2 separate regions of the Sus scrofa genome follow, and region 2 is linked to region 1. Evidence: chromatin contacts called from public HiChIP or PLAC-seq data. All regions are on one chromosome and are shown on one strand. Each heading gives the region's core, a stretch centred on a gene start, on an enhancer-like site or on the middle of the called end of the contact. The rest is flanking DNA. Distances are from core to core; before and after follow the strand shown. Region 1 holds the start of CUL4A (cullin-4A). Region 2 holds the start of LAMP1 (lysosomal associated membrane protein 1).

What was found. HiChIP or PLAC-seq counts read pairs in DNA pulled down with a chosen protein or histone mark.
Region 2: an H3K27ac HiChIP or PLAC-seq map of alveolar macrophages shows a contact between it and region 1. The contact joins the promoter of LAMP1 here to the promoter of CUL4A in region 1. A contact is called at or near these places in 3 of 5 promoter capture datasets (fetal liver, fetal skeletal muscle and liver), 9 of 47 Hi-C or Micro-C datasets (alveolar macrophages, blood, differentiating spermatogonia and 3 more) and 2 of 2 datasets of contacts at active chromatin or transcription factors (alveolar macrophages and skeletal muscle).

The regions. Positions count from the first base shown.
Region 1 is chr11:78,554,010-78,559,769 of Sscrofa11.1, reverse strand. CUL4A (cullin-4A) reads right to left here and starts at 2,740. Exons shown (of 20, transcript XM_003131101.4): 1 at 2,405-2,740; 2 at 1,717-1,832. The coding sequence starts at 2,558. It overlaps PCID2 (PCI domain-containing protein 2), which reads left to right and starts at 2,986. Exons shown (of 15, transcript XM_021065973.1): 1 at 2,986-3,095; 2 at 5,259-5,348. The coding sequence starts at 3,060.
Region 2 is chr11:78,598,652-78,604,520 of Sscrofa11.1, reverse strand. It overlaps LAMP1 (lysosomal associated membrane protein 1), which reads right to left and starts at 3,703. Exons shown (of 9, transcript NM_001011507.1): 1 at 3,646-3,703. The coding sequence starts at 3,703.

The DNA.
Region 1 (5,760 bases), core at 1,491-3,990:
GGGAGGGCGGTGAGGTCAGGGACGGGGGTGAGGGAGGGCGGTGAGGTCAGGGACGGGGGTGAGGGAGGGCGGTGAGGTCAGGGACGGGGGTGAGGGAGGGCGGTGAGGTCAGGGACGGGGGTGAGGGAGGGCGGTGAGGTCAGGGACGGGGGTGAGGGAGGGCGGTGAGGTCAGGGACGGGGGTGAGGGAGGGCGGTGAGGTCAGGGACGGGGGTGAGGGAGGGCGGTGAGGTCAGGGACGGGGGTGAGGGAGGGCGGTGAGGTCAGGGACGGGGGTGAGGGAGGGCGGTGAGGTCAGGGACTGGGGTGAGGGAGATGCTGAATTCAAGGGGGCCTCAGGGAACTCTGGATGATGGAAACACCCACTGTGGTCCCCAGTGTGCTGCTGGTTAGACTGTGGGGTACACCTGCTAAAACTTAACAAACTACATATTTCTACCTTATTAAAGGTGATTAAAACACCAAAAACTCTAAGGATGGTTATACAACTATAAATACAATAAAATTCAAAGAGTTTAAAAAAAATACAATAAATTCACACAAACTTGTGACAAAGAAGGGACATATGTCCCTCAAATTGTCAACGTTTTCTTTGGGTGGTGGGAGAATAGGTGATTTTTTTTTTTTTTTTTTTTTTTTTTGCTTTTTAGGGCTGCACGTGGGACATACTTGAGTTTCCAGGCTAGGGGTCAAATTAGAGCTGCAGCTGCCGGTCTACACCACAACCACAGCAACACCAGATCCAAGCTGTATCTGCAACCTACACCACAGCTCACAGCAACGCCGGATCCTTAACTCACTGGGCGAGGCCAGGGGTCGAACCCACAACCTCATGGTTCCTAGTCAGATCTGCTTCCGCTGCACAACAACGGTTTCTAATTTTGTTGGTTTTCAATTGTTTTCCTTGTATTTTTTATAGTTTCCATAATTTTACAATGTAATCACTTACAGAAAAAGAAAAAACTTAAAATCCAAGTCTCCTAATAGAAATTGTACTGTCATTACCTAAAACGTGGGTGATATTAGGCCCAGCTGACAAATTGTTAGTCTTTAAGATACCAGAAAAGAAAAACCAGTCTGCTTGTAAGTGGAATATCCAACCGTGAAACATACTTTCGACCATTTTTTCTTATGTTAGAACAAGAACATCATTAATTTAAATCAAATGAAACAAAACCTGTTTGCACATTTTAACCGCAATAATTAATCACAAAGTACAATGAAGACAGGGAAAATCTACAAGTGAAACTGTCATGAGAATTTTATATATAACGTAACTTGGAATTTTAATAACATTTGCTGCATATTTGGAAAACAGAGTCGCATGGCTCACAGAAACATATGGCTTTCCTGTGATGAATTAACTTTAAATGCCTTTCTAGACAGTTGAAGCCTGAAAAGAAAATAAAAATCCCACAAGCGCCAAAACCCGAAAATCCTCCTTGACCCTGGGGACGTCCTCTCGCAGAACTCCCACTGTTTCTGCCGGAGGCCTGTACTTGGATTTCTAGTATTTCCTTCGCTGAGACAATACTGAGGCCCACGGAATCCGCACCCGTGTCACATTTCGTGGAAGTGCACAACCGTGTGGTTTGGACAGCTGCAAAAAACGGTAAGTGAAAAACAAGATGCTGGCCCCCAGGCCTGGACGTTCTCCCTGAAGAAATTAGGTGAGAATCCTAAGGAGCCCCGCTGTTTGCAAAGGTGGAGTCTTACCTGGTAGAGCTCTTCCAGGTTGTATCTGATGGAGGTACTACTCTGTATGGCTTTCACCGCCTCGTGAAGCTTGTGCCAGGTGTCCTGAGTGTAGTTATCAGGCAACTTCGGTCTGTCTGTAAATCCAGAGACAGTGAGTGGGGAAGGGCATCATGCCAAGAGTCACACACCTTAAAAAAAAACTCTACAAAAAAGGACTCAAAGACACCTAGGTGACGAATACGGGCAGTAGCTCTTCCCCAAAGGAAGCACTGTGTTTACACCTTCCTTGGCTTAGAGACTATGTGACCACAATGTCTCTCTTTTGCTGGGTAAATACTTGCAGTGTTGATACTTAGGACACACACATGTAGTCTTCTAAGTAAGGAGACGTTACAAATAAACAAACATGGAATAGTTAAGCCCCGACCAGATTTAAAGTTGAGTTAAATTACTCAACGTCGGGAGGGAGGTCTGTGTGGGACGAAGACGCTTGCTCCCAGATAACGACAGTGACAGCGGAGAAAGTAATTAAATTAAGCGACATCACCCAGCGCTTCAGGGGCTGCCACTCGTTCTGGCTCGGCCTCGCCAACCACGACACCTGCGCTGCTTGGCCGAACTTAACTCCAGCCGAACCCTCCGTCCCGACGACACAGCCGCGGAGGGAAAGCGACCCCCGCCCGCCCCGCCGCGGCCCCGCACCCACCTCGGAAATTCTTGATCACGAGCTTCTTGGAGCCGCCGCTGCCCCCGGGCTTGGAGGTGACGGCGGCGGCGGCGAGGGACGCGGGCTTGGTGAGGCCGTTGGTGTGCCCGACGAGCGCCGAGAAGCTGCCCTTCCTGGGGGTCTCGTCGGCCATGGCCGCGGCCGCAGCGCCCCGCCCGGGCCTCCGCCCGCGCCCGCCTGTCCGCTCCCCCGGCTGCGCTCCCCGGTCCGGCCCGGCCCGGTCCAACCGCCGGATCCCGACGCCGACCGCGCGCCTCAGGCCTCGGGAGCGCGCCGGACCCCGACCCGACCTGACCCGGCCCGACCCGGCCCCGAGCTCGCGGGCGCCGCAGTCCGCTTCCGCCGCGGTCCGTGTGGAACCTCGCAGCAGGCGAGCGGCCGGCGGGCCTGGGCACCTGGGGCGCGGACGAGGCGGCCTCGCGAGCGGTTCGGGGAGTCGCAGCGCAGCCCCCAGCCCGCCTCAGCCCGGGCGCGCCGCCATGCCGGCCCGGGGCTCGCGTTCCCGCGCACAGGCTGCCTCCGGAACCAAGGTGCGCGGAGGGCGGGGGGCGCGGGGCCGGGACGGACCGCGGCCCGGAAGTGACGCAAGCAGGCGGCGACGGGCGCGCAGCTCCGCCGCACTGCAGGCGCGGCCATGGCGCACATCACCCTCAACCAGTACCTGCAGCAGGTAACGTTCGCCGACCATCGGGCCCCCTGCCGGTTGACCTCCCGCTTCCCTGAGCTGCGGCCCGGAGCGGGCTGGGGCCCGGGCGGGTCCGTTCGCCGGCTGCGCCGGAGCCTTTGGCCGCCAGACGGGAAGCAGGCGCCCTCACCGTGTACCCTGGGGGCTCGGGAGCCCCGGCGGCCGTGCCCTCAATTCAGGGGCGTGTGGGGACGGGGGACAGGCAGTGGTGGATGTAGGAGCCGGGGAAAGCAAGTGGTTCGACTGCAAGGGGGTTCTGTGTTGGCGCTCGGCGTACCTATGTCCTTTGGGATTTGTGTCTCTGAGGAGTTTTGTCTAAACAGGCTCCAAATGCAACGGGAGAGCGCAAATATGTTTTTGTGGATTCGAAGCTTGTAGTCTTTCCCCTGAGCCATGCTATTTCGCAGAACTAGAACCGTGGTAATCAGGACAGGGAAAGGGGGAGAGTGGGTTTTTAGAATATATGGAGACATTGCGGAGACTTGGTGAATAAGGCTGTGTGGTTGGAGAACAAACAGGAAGGAATTAAGAATGATTCCCAGGTTTCCAGCTGGGCAACACGTGAGCAGAACTGATTGGGAAGGAAAAATAAGTGTAGTTTTGGCCGTGTTGAGTTGGAGGCATCTGTTGACAACCAAGCCAAGCTATCTCTTTGGCAGTTGAATATAGTGTAACATGATTGGAACCATTAGTTGTTCAGTTAATTGAGAAAGTTGGTTAAGATAGGAATCATGGGGGAAAAAAAAAACAGATCCATGCTTTTATCTTAACTTAAAGGATATGTTCATTTCCAATCATTTGATTGAGACCTAAGACCTTTTCTTTAAGAACAGGTCTACTTTGGCCTTAGCTTTGCAGAGTTAACATTTTTCACTATCAGTTTTTATTTAAAGTCAAACAAGAACAGAGTTCCCGTCATGGCACAGTGGTTAATGAATCCGAGTAGGAACCATGAGGTTGCGGGTTCCATCCCTGGCCTTGCTCATTGGGTTAAGGATCCAGCATTGCCGTGAGCTGTGGTGTAGGTCGCAGATGCAGCTCGGGTCCCATGTTGCTGTGGCTGTGGTGTAAGCCAGCAGCTGTAGCTCTGATTAGACCCCTAGGCTGGGAACCTCCATGTGCTGCGGGAGCGGACCTAGAAAAGGCAGAAAGACAAAATAAATAAAGTCAAACAAGAACGCAGACATTTGAGATGTACAAAAATTTGTCATTTTTTGACAATTTTTTTTTCTTTTAGGGCCGCACTTGTGGCATATGGAAGTTGCCAGGCCAGGGATTAAATCAGAGCTGCGGCTGCTGGCCTACACCACAGCCACAGCCACAGCCACATTATCTCTGGATCCTGAACCCACTGAGAGGCCAGAGATGGAACCTGCATCCTCAGGGACACTCTTGGGTTCTTAACCCACTGAGCTACAACAAGAACTCCAGATAAATATTATTTTAAAATGTCATTTGGTTTGCTAGTTATAAATCATCTGCCATTACCCAGGCCTCCAGTATAGAAATATATAAAGTCAAAGTCTCCTCGCTCCCCCACCCCCCTGCCCAGCTCTCACCATACTGGCCAGGGGTCAGCTGGTGTGGCATGGGGCCCTGCATTTGTTCCTGTGCTAACATGCCACACAACTAACTTTGCAAAATCGACAAAAAGCATATTGTGGACACTTTTCCACATTGCTCTAAGTAGGTGTACGTGATTCTCACGACACTCAGTACCCTGCTGTGTGACCGTGACGTTTTATTTTGTCACTATCTTTCCCTTTTTATTTTATGTGAAGGTTGAATGAAAGCTCTCTGCATTTTGGATATATGTGGTTTTCAAGCTTTTTTTTTTCTTCTTCTTCATAAGCTGCATAAGTGGATTTTCAAATGTTTGTTAGCATGGCTGAATAAAATTAGAATAATCCACTTTCATTAAAAAGCAAGTAATAAACACTGGCTTGTTCCACTTTTTCACTTTTTGCCTTCAGATCACATCTTAAGATGTAGTGATTGTGCGCTAAGGAGAGTGCTGACTTGTATCTGGATTATTCTCACTCCCCCAGAGTAGGGGAAGTGAAGTGCAGGGTATATGCTGTGTGTTGTCTAGATTCTGTTGGGATAGATGTTTTGTCCTCATAGCTCTTCTCTTTTCAAACACTTCAGGTGTACGAAGCAATTGATACCAGAGATGGGGCGTCTTGTGCAGAGCTGGTGTCCTTCAAGCACCCTCATGTTGCCAACCCACGGCTTCAGGTCAGTGGAGGGGCCATGCACATGGTGTCCCAGGGCGCTGCAGGGTCACCAGCTTCCTAAGAGAAGGAAACTAATGTCACCACTCCTCTCTGAAACGTGCGGAGTTCCTTGACGATTCGTCTGATTCTAGGCCACTTGCTGAACCGTAGCTGAACACCAAGTCTCAGAGACTGTCCTGAGACACACGCTCATTTTCCTGCGTTTACTTTCCACAACACCTAACCTCTCTGGGGTTCAGAGAAGTGCAGGAGCACGGTGAGGTCATCCAGTGGACAGGCCTGTCGTCCCCAAAGCCCAAAGGTGGTTCCTGTGACTGTGAGCGAGGTTTTACTGGGGCAGAGCCATGCCCACTGCTTCCCGCCGGCAGTGGGGCTGCCTTCCACAGGGCACAGCTGGGGAGGTGGGCAGTGGC
Region 2 (5,869 bases), core at 2,454-4,953, 44 kb before region 1:
CACAAACTAGCTGCGTGACCTTGGGCCAGGAGGAACCACCAAGCCCTGGCTTTAGGCACCTGCACGGTGGGAATAAGAGCACTGACATCTCAGGGCTGTGAGAGCCTCAAGTGCGCCAAAGCAAGCAGTGATGAGGACCGGGCATCAGGCTGCTTTCAGCGTTGGCCGCTACCATTCACTGTTCGGTGCCTCACAGCCCTCACCCACCAAGCTCATCACCGAATCCTCACCGCCTGAGCAAAGCATCAAGTAAGCGTTCTATTTAACCGACACCCGTACTGCTTGTGCAGTTACCCTGACTGTCGAGACAGCTTTAACAGGCACTATGACGACGCCCTTTTACAGACGCGGTGATCAGAGCACCAGAGGTTAGCTGACTGCTCAAAGTCACAGGGCAAGCGAAGCGACAGCGGAGAGCCAGGTCTGGAACGAGGTCCGCTGGGTCAGAGCACGTGTCTGCCACATCTGAACCACGTTTTCTCTCCAGCGCTCGGTGAGCAAGCGCGTGTGCTTCACATTACAATACACTCCCTTCTGAAATGAGGCTGCCATCTATAGAACGAGTCAATAAACCATTAACAGGAGTTCCCGTCGTGGCGCAGTGGTTAACCAATCTGACTAGGAACCATGAGGTTGCGGGTTCGGTCCCTGCCCTTGCTCAGTGGGTTAACGATCCGGCGTTGCCGTGAGCTGTGGTGTAGGCTGCAGACGCGGCTTGGATCCCGCGTTGCTGTGGCTCTGGTGTAGGCTGGCAGCTACAGCTCCGATTCGACCCCTAGCCTGGGAACCTCCACGTGCCGCAGGAGCATCCCAAGAAATGGCAAAAAATAAAATAAAATAAAATAAAAATAAACCATTAACATCTAAGAAATTACTTTCTAATTTCTCTTTTCTTCTTTTAAACCCAGTATTTTTCTTCTTAACCGGTGATACAGTCATTCACGAAGGCGCAAAGGAAGGAAAAACAAGACCAAACCAGACATCACAACCTCTAGAGAGCAGTTTGCACACCTCTCAACAGCTGGCAGACGTGCTTGTTTAGGGACCAGTGCTGTTCATGTGCAGCCTCTGCATGAGCGCTGACTATGGGTGAGGCACGAGGGGGCTGGGGGACAATGAAGATACACGTGTAAAAATAAGCACGATGTGGCTGAACCCATGCTCCCACGGAAGCACGTGTTGCACGTGCCTCTTAGTCAAGTCTCGCAGGAGCCAGGAGGAGAGAATACAGCCCGGAGTGGATCCATCAATACAAACCCACAATCATGGACCCAAAATATCCTGACCTCAAATCTAGGCAAGAATTCAGTCACCAGGAGTTCCCATTGTAGCTCAGCAGTTAATGAACCCAACTAGGGTCCATGAGGACGCGGGTTCCATCCCTGGCCTCACTCAGTGGGTTAAGGATCCGGCATTGCCATGAGCTGTGGTCAGCTTGGATCCCGAGCGGCTGTGGCTGTGGCGTAGGCCGGCAGCTGAAGCTCCAGTTCCACCCCTAGCCTGGAAACTTCCAAGTACCATGGGCGTGGCTCTTATAAGGAAAAAAAAAATTCAGTCACCGATATGAGTAATGGACAAACTCCCACAATTGAGGATGACATTCGTCAGTGTAAAACTTTCCCAACTTCCTAAGTGACAGTTCTTCATTCGGAAAGAGGAAGGAGATCATCTAGTTGACACCAACGGCTCGAAGGGCCGTGTCAGGCCAGAGACTTACACATACGGACCAAAAGGTTTGAGTGTACGTTTGTCTGCGCTTTCTACCAACTGCTGAAACACAAAAGCTTTAATTTTCTAATTATCAACACAGGACGAATTTGTAAGCTACAAGTTTGAAATATTTTTAGAAAAGATGCTTTGTGGTGGAATTGTGCATTAAAACACTCTCAGTAGGAGTTCCCATCGTGGCGTAGTGGTTAACGAATCCGACTAGGAACCATGAGGTTGCGGGTTTGGTCCCTGCCCTTGCTCAGTGGGTTAACGATCCGGCGTTGCCGTGAGCTGTGGTGTAGGCTGCAGACGCGGATCGGATCCCGCGTTGCTGTGGCTCTGGCGTAGGCCGGTGGTTACAGCTCCGATTCAACCCCTAGCCTGGGAACCTCCCTATGCCCAAGAAATAGCAACAATAACAACAGCAAAAAAGACAAAAGACAAAAAAAAAAAAAAAAACACTTAGTAGATCTTTGTTAAAAGCTAGATTTTAACTGAACAGAAAACTTAAAAGATATGATGGAATGTAGAGAGCTTATGAATTTTTCTCTTCGATCAGGTGAGTTTTTTTAAATTACTCAAAGAACTTTATTCATAGTTGTATAATGATCATCGTGACCAGATTTTATAGCATTTCCATCCCAAACTGCCAGCCCATCCCCTCACCCCCCACAGGTGAGTTTTAAAACATGAAACAAAGCCATTATGAAAGTTCTAACGCATGTGAGCCCTTCTAATAAAGGAGTTGTTCCTACATGACAAGACTTGTTCCAGCAACTCGTCCCCTGACTAATTACACCTGCTGTGGGAGAGCAAGGCTTTGGGTTTAAACGCTGCTGGAATAAGGTCATCCCTTGTGGCTGTTCTGCAGCTCAAAGAACTCATTCTACACCACAGACAAAAGGAAGACCTGAAACCCAAATCCATTCGTCTCAAGAACAGAACATCCGGGTAGGATGAGACTTAGAGGTGTCCAGAGAATTCACCGCACTTAAGTGGGGGAACGCGAGTTTCTTTCCGTGTCTCCTGAACTCCAGCGGCGCTCCCACCAGCTGCGTTCTGCACGTTTCAGATCCTGGCCCTCCCCTCATCACGGGGAACAAGGTGACAAAGAACCGCGGGCGGGCAAAGAGCCCCCAGATCAAGCCACACTGTGGTTCCCTTCGGTCAGCACGCACTCCCTCCTCACTACAACCGATAAATCCAACGACGCCCGCCCGCACGGGCTGCTCCTGAGCTCGGAGGGCTGTCGGAGTCCCCCCTCCGACTCCCGGGGCCCGGTGCACACAGAGCAGGAGCAGCGCTCCTCAACACGGCTCACTAGACACGGAGAGGCTATTGGGGGACCCGACCGAGCCCACTCGACCTTCTGCCCATTGCGGGCGCCCTTTAACTCAAGTCCTTACAACGTAACGAAATCCCCCAGCGACACAAACACGGGCAGCAGCGCTCCACGCCACCCTGCCAGGGGCGAAGGTTAAAGCACGAAGGACGAACTCTAAAGGCCGGGGTCGCCGCGCCGCCCTTTCCTCCTGTGGGGAGATCCGCGACGGGCGGGGGCCCAGGCCGCACGCAGCCCTCCGCGGCCACCGGTGCCCCAAGATAAAGGGGCGAACCACGCCGCTCGGAAACCACCAAGTCACTGCCCACTTCACCCACGACACGAGTTCGGAGCCCAGGGACCGCGCCGCGCCCCGCCCTCCCTCGGCCGCGGCTCGGCACCTGGGCCGCCCACCCCTTCCCCGCGCAGCCCCCTCGGCTGGTGCAGGGACGACTCGCCGGCTCGCCGACCCCCGGAGTGCCCAGGGCCCGGCCCGACCCTCAGCCCCGCAGCGCCCGCAGCCTCCCGCCCGAGCCCCCCATGGCCCCCGGCCCCTCACACCGCCCCCATCCCTCGGGGTCGGCGCAGCCCCTCACCCCGACCCGGCCCCTCACCGAGCAGCAGCAGCAACAGCAGGAGCGGCCGTCGCCAGGCGCCGCCGGGGGCCGCCATGGGCGCGAGCGGGAGCCGGGTGGGGTCGGGGGCGGTTGGGCCGGGGCGGGCGGGCCGCGGGCTGACCAGGCCGGCGTGAGGGAAGCTGGTCCCGTTGCAGCGCCCGCGGGAGGAAAGAGACCCCGCGGCCGGCGGCGCCCGTCACGTGAGGCCGCGCTGCGCCCGCGCCGCCACGTGACCTCCGTGAATCTCGCGAGAGGGCGCGAGTTGAGGCGTCCTCCCTACACCCGGCTCCCGGCTCGCACGTGACCTGGAGTGGACACGTGATTGTGGCGTCACGTGACACGACTCGCATCTCAGACCCCCTGCCCAGTCTCCGACCGCCCGAAACGGAAGGCGGGCCAGTGGCCCGCTCAGGTCGGAGCCCCCGGGACCAGCCCGGGGCCGGCGGAGGAAAAGATGGGATTGGACTCGACCTTCGGTTCTCTGCCGCGGGCCGAGGGTGGGAGCTCCCGGGGACCGCCCCACGGAGCTGAGCGGATGTTTCTGCGGGGACACCGAGGCTTTCGCGCTTCTCAGCCTCGGGGCTCTTCGAGGAGGACGGGAGGGATTAGGAAGGAGGGGACGTAGGTACGGTACCGAGTCGTGCCACTCGGTCCTGAAAGCCGCACAAAGCACAGGGTTTAAAGGTAGACTCAGTTGAAGGGGCATAAGGGTTTCGGTCACTGCCGGCTGTGACGCCACTCCGATGCTTTAGGGGAAGGGGCGGCACCTGCCCAGAAGGTTCACAAACGCTCGAGCCTGTCACGTACTCCCTACGTTGCTCAGAAAAGTCGCCACCGCGCTGCTTCCAGAAACTTCCTGAAGCACCTCTCGCGAACTTCCCAGTTCCTGCTTTGCCACGAGGCTTTGCCAGGTCTTTTTCCTCGCCTGCTGCACGCTGTGGCCACTTGTGCGGTTTGCAGAAAGCTGACCCCTCTGGCCTCGCAGGCCCCGCCTGCTGCTTTGTGGAGCCGCTTCCAACCCCACCTCCTCCGGAAGCCTGCCTCGAGCCTCTTCAGGGCAGGTTTGTTGATAACTACCTGTCACTACTGAAGAGGCTTTGATCGTTGTGGGGGTTTTTAGCTCTTAAATTTGTTTACTTTTTGTAGGTTTTGTCTTCTTTCCTGGCCTATTTTCCTGATCAGTTTCACTTCCCTTCTCCAGCTTACAACACAATCAGCTGAGAAAGTCACGAGACTTAATAGAACTGCAAGTAAAAGGGGAGCAGAGACCCAGAGCCCCAGGCGCTCGGGTTTGTTCTGCTCTGGAGGCAAAAATCTGTTGTTACTAAAGAGCAGATTTGGTGGTAGCTTGTTTAGGTTTTTAGAGTTCTTTTTGGACTTTCAAATTTATTGGTGTTCCAGGTGGGGGACAAGTTTTGCAAGACTCCACTTGAGGGAAGTGCTGCCCCTGGCACAGCGGAAACAAATCCGACTAGTGTTCATCCCTGGCCTCCCTCAGTGGGTCGGGGATCCAGTGTTGCTGTGAGCTGTGGTGTAGGTCAAAGATGTGGCTTGGATCCTGCATGGCTGTGTCTGTGGTGTAGGCCGGCAGCTGTAGCTCAGATTCGACCCCTAGCCTGGGAACTTCCATGTGCTGCTGGTGCAGCCCTAAAAACGGGGAAAAAGAGAGAGAAGTGCACTCCATCAACTCCAATAAAAATTTTTTTGAAAAAGGAGAAGCGCTGTCCAGTTATTGGGTGTGCTGTCTCTTTATGCTTTTTCACTGGGATGTCCTTTCTCAGCAACAGCCCATTAACATGATGCTTGCTCAGTGTGTTAAAGTGATATTTATGCCTGAGTGGTCCTTTGGAAGTAGCGTGCTAGGTTCAGACATAATTGGAAAAATTCTAAAATATTTCTGTTCTGAATGTTCTGATCCTAAGAAACTATAAATAACCTTGAATATAAAACCAAAAAGACCTATGAGGCATTCCTGATGTGGTACAGCGGGATCAGCAGTGTCTTGGGAGCCGCTGGGACCCAGGCTCGATCCCTGGCCTGGCCCAGTGGGTTAAGGATCCTGCGTTGCTGCAGCTGTGGCTTAAGTTGAGACTGGGGCTCAGATGTGACCCCTGGCCAGGTCACTCCATATGCTGAGGGGCAGCCAGGGGGAGGACCCATGAGTTGTGCCTTCCAGCCTCTGAAGCCCCTTCCTGTGCTCTTTGTTTTGGTGGCCCCTGTG